Regions from separate parts of the Sus scrofa genome. Here regions 1 and 2 are each linked to region 3. The links are chromatin contacts, called in public Hi-C and HiChIP or PLAC-seq maps. All regions are on one chromosome and are shown on one strand. The core of a region is the stretch at or near the end of the contact, and the rest is flanking DNA. Distances in the headings are between cores, read along the strand shown. Region 1 holds the start of SLC25A38 (solute carrier family 25 member 38). Region 2 holds the start of CTNNB1 (catenin beta 1). Region 3 holds the start of EIF1B (eukaryotic translation initiation factor 1B).

Evidence for each region. A called contact is a pair of places that touch in the nucleus more often than the background predicts. HiChIP or PLAC-seq counts read pairs in DNA pulled down with a chosen protein or histone mark.
Region 1: a contact with region 3 is called in a Hi-C map of retroperitoneal adipose tissue, with 1.9 times the contacts expected there. The contact joins the promoter of SLC25A38 here to the promoter of EIF1B in region 3. A contact is called at or near these places in 4 of 47 Hi-C or Micro-C datasets (embryonic fibroblasts, fetal skeletal muscle, heart right ventricle and 1 more).
Region 2: a contact with region 3 is called in an H3K27ac HiChIP or PLAC-seq map of alveolar macrophages. The contact joins the promoter of CTNNB1 here to the promoter of EIF1B in region 3. A contact is called at or near these places in 1 of 47 Hi-C or Micro-C datasets (skeletal muscle) and 1 of 2 datasets of contacts at active chromatin or transcription factors (alveolar macrophages).

The regions. Positions count from the first base shown.
Region 1 is chr13:24,028,604-24,031,971 of Sscrofa11.1, forward strand. SLC25A38 (solute carrier family 25 member 38) reads left to right here and starts at 1,968. Exons shown (of 7, transcript XM_003358375.2): 1 at 1,968-2,445. The coding sequence starts at 2,377.
Region 2 is chr13:25,162,506-25,166,159 of Sscrofa11.1, forward strand. CTNNB1 (catenin beta 1) reads left to right here and starts at 1,790. Exons shown (of 16, transcript NM_214367.1): 1 at 1,790-1,937. LOC106505576 (basic proline-rich protein-like) reads right to left here. Exons shown (of 4, transcript XM_021069211.1): 2 at 1,962-2,382.
Region 3 is chr13:24,573,161-24,577,032 of Sscrofa11.1, forward strand. It overlaps EIF1B (eukaryotic translation initiation factor 1B), which reads left to right and starts at 2,023. Exons shown (of 4, transcript NM_001001635.1): 1 at 2,023-2,053; 2 at 2,990-3,153; 3 at 3,561-3,662. The coding sequence starts at 2,023. All of the region lies in intron 2 of LOC110256427 (a long non-coding RNA gene), which reads right to left.

The DNA of each region.
Region 1 (3,368 bases), core at 718-3,217, 540 kb before region 3:
CAGATTCAACCCTTAGTCTGGGAACTTCCATATGCCACGGGGTGTGGCCCTAAAAGGAAAGAAAACAAAAACAAAACAAAACAAAAAACCCCAGCATCTTAGAGTTCCTCTGTGACTCACTCAGCTGGTTAAGGACCCAGCATTGTCACTGCCGCGGTTTGAGTGGCAGATGTGGTGTAGGTTTAATTCCTGGCCCATTCCTGGTCCTTTCCTTGCCCAGGAATTTCCACATGCTGTGGGAATGGCCAAAAACAAACAAACAAACAAACAAAGCCAGAAAACAGCATCTTGCTTCATCAATTTCTTTCCTAATGCCCTAGATTTCCAGGTAAAGAATGGATGGTGGAAAGCGGTGAAGGCTGTCACTATGACTGGACTTTATCCTGCAGACAACCAGGGCCACAGGAGGTGTGTGCCTGTCTTTTCCAACAAGAGGATCAGAATCCCCAGCAGTAAGAGTTTTCCATGGATCAGCCAGTCGGGAATAATGGGAAGTTGGGGGTCCAGGTAAGAGATAAAACCATAATCTTAATAATCTAGACCAGTTGCTATCCAATAGAAAAGTAGTTCAAGCCACTAGTATAATCTTTTTTTTAGGGCTGCATGCAAAACCTCATGGTCACTAGTCGGGTTTATTAACCACTGACGGGAACTCTGCCACTAGTATAATCCTAAGTGTTCTAGTAGCCACACTAAAAAAGCAAGAGGTAAAACTAATTTTGAAAATTATTTCACCTCATTCAATACACCCAAAATGTCGTTTTGAGGTGGAATAATAACTCAGGTAGTCAGTATAGGAGTATGGGCTTCGATGCATTCTTTGATATGGCTATCGATTAACATTTACGGTTTAAGGGCTCCAGGGAGTAACATCCCCACAGACCTTGTTTACTACAGGGAGTGTACCTATGCCCAGATGGACATTAATCTCTAACCCCAAGTGACTCAGTCTATGGGAAGAGAAGGGCAAAGAAACCTTGAGCGTTATGGGACATTTCCACCCCTAAAACCCCTATTGGACAAGGACTGATATAAGTAATTGGGCAAGGCCAATGAGAGAAAACTGCATCTTTCTGGAACCCATGTTGGTAACCCCTATCTTTAAGGGATAAAAAACCCTATAGGACAATAGGAAGGGGGGACTCCTTCTCCCTCCCAGCTGTCCTGGGAGTTGTTTGCTTTCCTGTAATAAAGACTTGGCTGGCTTGCTACCTGTGTGTTAGTGAGGTTCATTCTTCCCCTCCCTTGAATAAGAACCTGGATTCAGGTAACATCTTTCCAGTATCAGTTTCATTATGTAATAATGTAAAGATTACTCAGGAGATTATTTTATCTTATTGCCATGTTTTATTTATTTACTTATTTTTGTCTTTTTGCCATTTCTTGGGCCGCTCCCACGGCATATGGAGGTTCCCAGGCTAGGGGTCGAATTGGAGCTGTAGACACCTTCGCCAGAGCCACAGCAAAGGGGGATCCGAGCCTCGTCTGTGACCTACACCACAGCTCATGCAACGCCAGATCCTTAACCCACTGAGCAAGGCCAGGGATCGAACCCACAATCTCGTGGTTCTTAGTCGGATTCGTTAACCACTGCACCACAATGGGAACTCCTCGCCATGTTTTAAAAAATCTCTTCAGCACATTTCTGAGGTGAAGTTTTCAGCGTTTAAAGGGAAATGTGGATGTGCCAAAACAAAAAACTCCTGTTTAACCGGAAAATATTCCACATTGCTTCGGTTTTTTAAAAAAGTTAATTAAAATTAAATGAAATGTAAAATTCTGGTCTTCAGTCACACTAGCCATATTTCAAGTGTTATACAGCCATAGATGGCTACTGGCAACCCTATAGGTCACAGCAGGTCTCGACCGTAGCTGTTCTCCAACCGGGCCCTCAAAAGCATACGTCGGCGCAGATGACCGACCTAGTAAGCTCTGGGCACAAGAAAGCCACAAATCCTGCAGTTTCAGATCTCTCCACCAGGTGGCACTAAAGAGCACACCCTCGCCAGCGCGTGACGCGTTTCCAACCCCGGAAGCTAAATCCAGCTGTTCTATCCAGTTCCTCCCGCTTTCTCCACCTCCCGGTCGCACCCAGGCTAATATTCTCAAGTCATCAAGTCGGCAGCAGGGCATGATGGGCAGGACAGCAGGGCCGCAGAGTCTGCGAAGCGAGTGAAGAGAGGCGCCTGGAGCACACAAGGGCAGTGGGCTCGCAGGCCGGGACCCCTGACTGGCGCAGACTACAAAGAGGCCCCCGCAGTAGAACGCGTCGCCTGGCTACCGCCATCGAGTTGTCTTCTCCAGGACCTCCAGGGTCGGACCTGAGTTCCCACGGTCGGCAACCCGGGCCCAGTACACTCGCAGGCCTCCCCTCCAATGATCCAGAAGTCACGCCCGGCGCTGCTGCAGCCTCAGGATGTTGGAGACAGAGTGGAAACTCTTATGGTAAAGTGCGAGGAAGGGAAGGCAGGGGTTCCTGCATCGTCGGCTTGGGGAGGGAAATGTGGAAGGTTGCCGAGGCTCAGCAGCCCACGGTGAACCTTTTTTTTTTTTTTTTTTTTTTTGCGCCCCAGATACACGCATAACAGGTTGGGGACCTGGCAGCAGAAATGGAGTTTGACTAAGATTAAAAGAGGGAGGGAGAAGGAAAGAAGTTGCAGTCCAACCCTTGGGACAGGCAAGCAGAGGTCTCGATACTACATTGGGTAGAGATAGGCGGAATTGCTGGGGCCTTGGGAGGTATGAGGGGAATGTGCCCGTGTGGCCCGGAATGAGGTGCGAGTGCTACAGGAAGTTGCTTTGATTTGGAAGTCTAAAGTGACAGATGGGAGGACACCTGGGTAGATATTTGGACCATTGCAAGGCCTGGTAGTAGCGCTAAGCCTAGGAAGCGGTCGGTCCTCGAGGGAGGTGGGTTCGGACTGTACCGCTCCCACAAGCTGGACGAGAGGACCCTCTGGGTATCCCCCACTTCGCGGCTTGCCTGGAGCAGTTGCTGTTTGCTTGAGCCTCCAAGCCACGCCCCTCCCATGTCTGGATTGGCTGCCATGGTCGTGTCGCGGGGCTGCTATTGGTGGGGGCGGAGGCGGGGCTGGGCAGGCGGGGCTAGGAGGAAGGTCCCGCTGAGTTACTACTCGTGGTGAAACGAGGCTTAGTTGCCGCTTGGCCTTAGGCTGGGAGCGCTGGTCTGCAGCGGCGGCGGAAGCTTTCCTCTCTGAGGTCAAGGTTATGGTCCACCTGCGCTCAGGGCAGGGCTGGAGTGTGGTTTTTTGTTTTGTTTTGTTTTGTTTTAAGCCAAGGCTGTGGTGTCTTCTCTACGTCTATATCTTTGAACACATGCTTACCTGTTTCTCTGGGTCTTCCAGCTC
Region 2 (3,654 bases), core at 540-3,039, 590 kb after region 3:
ATATGACTTTAATCAAATCAAATATATATTCTTTAACTCTATATGAACATTAATATTGGGGATCAGTACCGGAAAAATGCCGTTTACACTTTTGAGTTCATATTCAAAACACTGCTTTGATGAAGTATCTTTTTCTGTTCAGTCTGTTCAAATTATGACCATTCGGTTTAACCATCCGCTACAGTTAATTCTACAGAATTACTAGCAAAGACACAAATGAGAAAGTCATTCTAGACAATGGATCTCACGGAACATCATCTTAGTGTGCAGACTTTTTCCACTGCAGGGGCCCATGCTATGGTGATAGATAACAGTTTAACATTACCTCGGTGTGTAGTAAAATATCTTTAAGATGGGGGAAAATTGAATTACTTCAGGAACATGTTGGCCCTGTTTAGCATTAGCTATGCCTAAAAACTATATAGCCTACTCCATGAGTGAATGAGTAAATAGGTTTCCTGTCTGTACCTATGCATAAAGACCTATTGTTTGCATGCATTAATTACAGGGATAAAAGCCTGAAGATAACTTTCACTGTTGCTTTTTGTATGCTCTTCATTGTTTTGAAGGAAAAATAAGCATACAATAGACTAGACAAAGTGAATGGATCATAATTTTTTCATCTTTGACAAATGCCAATCTTGCTGGATTACAATGGAGACATTTCGAAGGGAAACGAAGACCCAGCTTCAGCCTATTAGGACGAATTAGAAAATGTTTTTAAGAATAGAAAATTCGTTTTTAAAAATTAGAAGCTGCCTGATAGCTCCTTCCATAAACAACAACTTGGATTTCTCAACTAAGTAATATCTATACATGAACTTCCTCCGAGGAAAAATCCTCCCCCAACAAATTTATTGATACTTAGTAAAGTGGAACCAGATAAAATTGAAATCTGTAAGAATTAACCTAGTTGACAGGGCTCTAGAGCTAGTCCATTTCTATCAGTCATTTGTTCACAGTAGGGACTAAGGACTTGTTGAATTGCGGGCTAGGCGCCCGTTCTAACACGAGTTCAGTCTTTGGGATTGGGTTAACAGGAGGCTCGGCCCGGTACTTCACTTCCAGATTCAAGCCGGTAGGGATGCGGAATCTACGATTCAGACCGTGGAGGTAATGTGCGGCTCGGCTAGGAGCCAAGTCCTGCAGAGAGCTTGGGGCCCAGACCGCAAAGACGGCGAAAGCACGATCGCGCCGGGGTCCCTCGACTTGCATAGGGGCAGCAGCAGCGCCCGGCAGCGCCGGGAGCGGGCGGGCCCCGACCTCAGCACTGCGGTTGGCCCGGTCCCGAACTTCCGCCCTCCTGGGACCTGTGCCGCTCGGCCTCGTAGGGCCGGGGTCCGGGTGCCGCCTCCCACGGGCAGCAAGCGGCCAGTCCAGCGTCCGCTCTCTTGGCACTGGACGAGTGAGAGCCGGGGGGCTTCGGGATCCCGATAGTGGAGAATTTCGGGGTCGCCCTCCCCCAGCCCATCCCGGCCCGCGGGTGCCCTGGCCGCCCCATCTCGGCCGACAGCGCCTTGGCGGATCTGTCCTGCGGTCCCGCGCGGCCCGGCAGCCGCCGGCCTCTAACCCCCGGGAGCGCCCGAAGAGCTCGCAAGCGCCCCGCCCCAGCCCGAGGCGGGCGGCTCGGCGGAGCGGGGACTACTTTCCGCCGCCCGCCCGCGCCCCGCCCCTTGTCCTCGCGCGGCGGAACGCTCCGCGCTGCGCCGCTGGCGGCAGGATACAGCGGATTCTGCGCGACTTATAAGAGCTCCTTGTGCGGCGCCATTTTAAGCCTCTCGGTCTGTGGCAGCCGCGTTAACCCGGCTCCGGGAGCTGAGAGCGAGGGGAGGCGGAGACGGAGGAAGGTCCGAGGAGCAGCTCCGGTCTCCGCCGAGCCGCCACCGCAGGCCGAGGACGGTCGGACTCCCGCGGCGGGAGGAGCCTGTTCCCCTGAGGTGCTTGGGTGCTCCTTTCCTTACCCTTCCGGGGCTGCTCCCGCTCCTCTTCGGAGCCAAACTTCGTCGCGGGCGCGCGGTCCCGGCGGCGGCTGGAAGCCGGGCCCGGTGCAGCCCGGAGGGCCGGGGTGGGGAGCTGGGGGCTGACTGGGGGCGCCGGGGAGGCGGCGGGGGCGGGCCCGGCCCGAGGGGCGGAGGGCGGCGGCCGGGCCCGGGTTCCGGTCGCGCGGCTCTTTGGGGGCCCCGGGTTTGCCGCTTGCGGGGAGGGGGCGCCGCGAGGGCGCGTTCGGGAGCTCCGTTGTCTGGCGGGGGATAGTAGGGGGGTCTGTGGTTTCCGTCCCGGGCTCCGGCCGCGGCCGAGTTTGGGGGAGGGACCCTGCGCCTCTGGATGCGCCGGGGCCGGGGTGGGGGGCGGGGTGGGGACGGGGGACTCCGCCTTCCGGGCCTTCAAGGGGAGTTGGGGTACAGGCGCTGGGCCTGGGACCCGAGGTCCCATCTGCCATGAGGAGAGGACCAGTAGACTTTCTCTTCAGAGTCCCTCTTTCGTGCTTAAGGACGAATTAAGAGAATCGTTAGTATTATTTTAATGCTCTGCTGGTGTGTTTGGTTTTGGCTCCTGTTTAAATCGGAGCAACTTTAAACCGTAGAGGATCCAAACTATTATTGCAGACGGAGCGATGCTCCAGGAGGAGTTGCACAAATAAAATCCATATCTAGCACCTTTATTTTCTTGTACGGTGCAGGTGAGTGAAAGCAGTGTGCAAGGAAGGTCCTGGGAAAAATAAGGGCGAGGGCGACTGGCTTACTGTCTCTTACCAAGTGACCCGCCGGACTCAGCCTCTGACTGCTTCGAGAATTTTGTTCGTGGAAATTCTTTATTTAGATAATTTCATGCCAGCTAAACTTGATTTTGAGAGCACTTTCCAGCGAGATGAATTTTTCCCTCGCTACGAAATTGCCCGAAGGAAATTCAAGCGTTGCAACTTCGTTCCGTGTTTTGTCTGGGGCGAGGACTTGGAATGCAGTTTCGAAGTTCAGTTCTCAAAGCCCGCTACTGGATCCGCTAAACTTGAAAGCTTTGGCAGTTGGGTGTAGTTGATTCCTTCGTTTTCAGTTCCCTGTTGGAGGGAGCATTGTCTCCTACTTTGTATCTTCCAGACATCTGTGGTCTCCCCTCCCCCCCGAGTTTGTGAGTGGTGAATGAGGAGACTGGCCTGCTGGTATGCAGAGGTCCGCAAAAGGAAATCGAGGAGTGGTTTTAGTGAAACGAGAGCTTTGTGTCGTGAATAGTGGTGGCTTAGACTAGACAGCAACTTGAAGCGACGGCTAGCCTTTGATAAAGTCTGGACTGATGTTTTTCAGATCGCTGAGTTATAAAGTATTTTGTCTGGAACTTAGGAAGCCATTTCGTTATTGTCCCTTGGTGTGCATTCAGTACCTTCAGCTATCTTCACCTTAACTTGTCTTCAGAAATGTTGGACATAGCTTGAAATATTATTTACCATAATGCTACTGTTTAGTATCTGCTTAAATCAGTGACAAAAACATACTTTGGAGGGTTTTTTGTGGGTTTTTTTTTTTTTTTTTTTTTTTTTGTCTGAACTAAGGCGATGGCTGCATTTATTTTACTTTTACATTTAAACCCACAAAATCTCTGGGTTAAAAAAAAAAGTGCCATTAACGTTTGAGAATATCCTTGCACAAAATTTGATTAATT
Region 3 (3,872 bases), core at 773-3,272:
ACTGCAGGTGTAATCAACAAATGAACAACAAAATTTTGATTCTCGTTTTAGAACCAGCTCTAAAATTTTACACTTTAGTTTGGATAATAAAAGTGTTGTTCATTTAAATCATGAGTAAAAGACCAAAAATGGATTTAGATACCTGAGAATTGAGAATTTGATGTTTTTAGACAAATTATTTAACCTGTAAAAGCCTCCATTTCTACCTGAGTATAGAGTAACAACTACATCAAAGAATGGCTACAAAGATTAATAATATTATGTATAAAGCTTACAACCAGCTAATAGTATGCATTCAATAAATGGTACTATCGTTATAGTTGATCACAAAAGATTATTAAATTCAAGTATTCCTAACCTGGGGTCTGCAGATTCTTGGTCCATGGCTAAAACTGCGGGGGGTGGGAGGGGAAGGGATTCCTAAAATTGGATGGGAAAAAAGACTACCTACATTTTCACTAATCTCTCGCCAAAATCTAGCTTTTTTTTCCATTATGAATGCTGTTAACATCCCAGAATTATCTGAAGGATGTTCAACTTGGCACCAATAGAAGCTACAGATATTTTTATATTACACTTCTGATGCTACAGACATCTCAAAGTATCTTTTCCTTGGCACCTTTTTGAAATTCCAGCTGTTGTTAGACCTGCTATTAGATCTTGTTAATTAATGCATTAGTAAAGAAGTAATACTATGTTATCAATGTACTGTTTTTAACTTTAATGTAATAGGTTTCCTTTGTAATCCTACATGTTTTATTTCTTAAAGCATGATTCTGAGGGGTCTATAAACTTTCACAAGTCTGCCATGGCACAAACAAGGTTAAGAATCCCTAACTTTTTAGTCCATATTTGCTTTCAGAAAATCAACCAAGTTTGACAATTGACCACCTGCCTGGGTGAGCCTATTCTCATGGCCTCAGGTTTGTTTTTCTGTGTATAGTTTGTTAGGGAGATATTACAGTTCTGGTACCTATCAGTTAACCTTCCTGTTCTGTGTTCAAGTTGTCAAGCTGGTTTTCTGGTATGTTCCATGGAGCTCGGGGATATACTTGGGCCCCCACTGAAGCTAGGCAGTGGTTCTTAACTGCGGTCCCAGACCAGTAGCATGAGCATCGCCTGGCAGCTTGCTGGATTTGCAAATTCTAGGGTCATGCCCCAGACGTCCTGAAACAAGCCCTGGGGAAATGCCCACTGGAGTTTGAGAATCACCGCGCTAGGCAATCTGAGGGCGGTCCAATCCTGAGCGAGAGACTCTCATATCGACTTTTCAGAGGGACTTACAGAGCTCCTGCAACCGAGCGAGGCAGGAGGTGGGGAGGTAGGGGAGGTGCTGAGGGGCTGCCATCGAATCGAAAGCCGGGGCTACGAGCCTTGTTTTGGTCCTCTAACCCAGATTTTACTTACATTACACGGGGCCTCGAGGGTGACTGATGATCATCGCCCCCCTCAGCACCAAACCCTCTGCGCAGGCACTGTACGGCCAAAGAAGGGGACTCAAGGGAGAACCTGCGAGCGCCCCACGAAAACTGCTCTAGACCTGCAGGTTCGGGCCAGTTGGGTCTGCAGCCCGCTGGACCTCTCCCAGCCCCACCGCCTGGAGCTGGGGAGCGCACTCCCTGCTGGGAATTGAGGTCCCGTAAGCCTGCTCGCCCCGAGCTTTCCGGGGTCTCTCGCGTTATGAAAACTACAAGTCCCAGAGCGTCTGGCGCGGGAGGGTCACGTGTGGGGCGGCGGGCGCGGCTAAATAGTGTCCGTCCGCCATTTTGTGGGAGAAGCCGCAGCGCCGCCTCTTCTCTCGCGTTCTCGCATCCGTCGCCGCCGCCTCTTCCTCCGCCTCCTACTTCGCCTCTTCCTGCCTCCTCCCGGCTTCCGCCGCCGCCGCTCCAGCCGCATCCCTACCTCGGGGCGAAGCGTCTCCTTATTTATTTCCGTTTTCTCGCCACTCCAGCCTCCTGACACGGTGATCCGGGCGGGCCCCGCAGGAATTTTATCCCTTCACCGGCCTCACACTAGTATCGCATGTCCACTATCCAGAACCTCCAATCTTTCGGTAAGATCGGGCCCCTCACATTCCCCGCGCGCCTCTCGGCCAGCCGGCCGCCCCTGCCTGTCCCCACCAGGGCCGCTTGCCGGCCCCCCTGGCCCAGAGGGCCCCCAACTGCCCTCCCCGCACCCCGAGTGGGGCTTTGTCTCGGCGCCCGAAAGATGGCGACGGGCCCCTGGCGACCCCCTCCCGGAGGACGGCCCCGGACCCCGTCCCCGAGCCCCGGCCTCGGGCCCCGTGCCGCCCTCTGGCCTGCCCCTAGATTTGTCTGCTCCTCGCTTCTGCCCTCTGCCACCTCTTCAACCCCGATCCGCCTGCAGATCTGCCCCTGCTGCTCTCCGGGGGGAGGCTGGCCCGGAGCTGGGGGATCGGCGCCCATTAGCGGTCGGGACTGTTTGCGAGCGACTCTCGGGGGCGTTTAGTAACAGACGCGGATCAGGCCGCTCATCTGTCACAGGGCAGTGGCCCAGTCTTCTCCGCTCCCGTAGTAATTTGTAAAATTACTCTTGATTGCTGTATATATATCTTTCTTACTTTTTTCGAGGCAGAGTTACGGTTAAATGATTGGAGTGGCATCTGTGAATGTTTCTGTTGTCATCAGAATAGTCGAGATGACGCACATTTTTATAGTGGTTATAAAACTATAAAATCTCTTTTCTCTCATTAGAGGATTTTATTCAACAATAACATTATCTACCTGTAACAACGTTTTTCTGTTCGGGTATCAGTGGACATACGTGTTTAAAATCTCTTTGTGAGAGTACCTTGGAGATTTTATTAATTTTTACCCTTACCACCCCCCCCCATCCTCACCTGCAGAAAAAAAAGCAGAGGCACCAGAACCTTCTTCGCAGAGTGCCTAGATGGTAGCGTACCACCTCTCTGGAGATTACTAACTAAAAGATATTTTCCTGCTTTGGATTTTTTTGTATCCTTTTGCAGACCCCTTTGCTGATGCAACTAAGGGTGACGACTTACTCCCGGCAGGGACTGAGGATTACATTCATATAAGAATCCAGCAACGGAACGGCAGGAAGACACTGACTACTGTTCAGGGCATTGCAGATGATTATGACAAAAAGAAACTTGTGAAAGCTTTCAAAAAGGTAAAGGTGTTAGGAGGAAGAGACTAAAATGTAGTTATTGATGCACACCTCTAAATAGGATTACGTTTCACACGTATACTTGACTGTCAATGTGGGTGAAAATGATTAGATCCAAGAAAACTGTTCATGCTCCTAATTAACATTCAGATCTATGGTCTTTCATCTTAAAATAAGATTTACATGGCTCTCAAGCAAAATAAAATAAAAAATGCTTAGTTTCCATGTTCCCAGTAAAAATCATTTTCTCTGTGACCTGCTGATTCATTTTCAAATTAATTCAGGGGTTATAGGAGACAAATGCTGTTTCTTAAATGTAATCAAGTTTACTGAAATAGCTAATTTTAGTCTTAGGGTACAAATAAAATCTCATTGTATTTGACTCAGTTATGTTGAACCTACTTCTCCAGAAATTTGCCTGTAATGGTACTGTGATTGAACATCCTGAATACGGAGAGGTTATTCAGCTTCAAGGTGACCAAAGAAAAAACATTTGCCAGTTTCTCTTGGAGGTGAGTGATTGGGTGCTTTATGTATAACTGAGGTTGTATTGTATTTAAAGGCAATGTGAATTATTACGTCCTTAGTAAAAAATCATGTGAATGAAGCAAATCAGTTACTTCAAATACAAAGTTGGTACTTAATTTGAAGGCAGGAGGGCCAGTTTATTTTGTCATTAGTGACCTGATCATTCCTATGTCCATTTAGGATGTTTTGTGGCA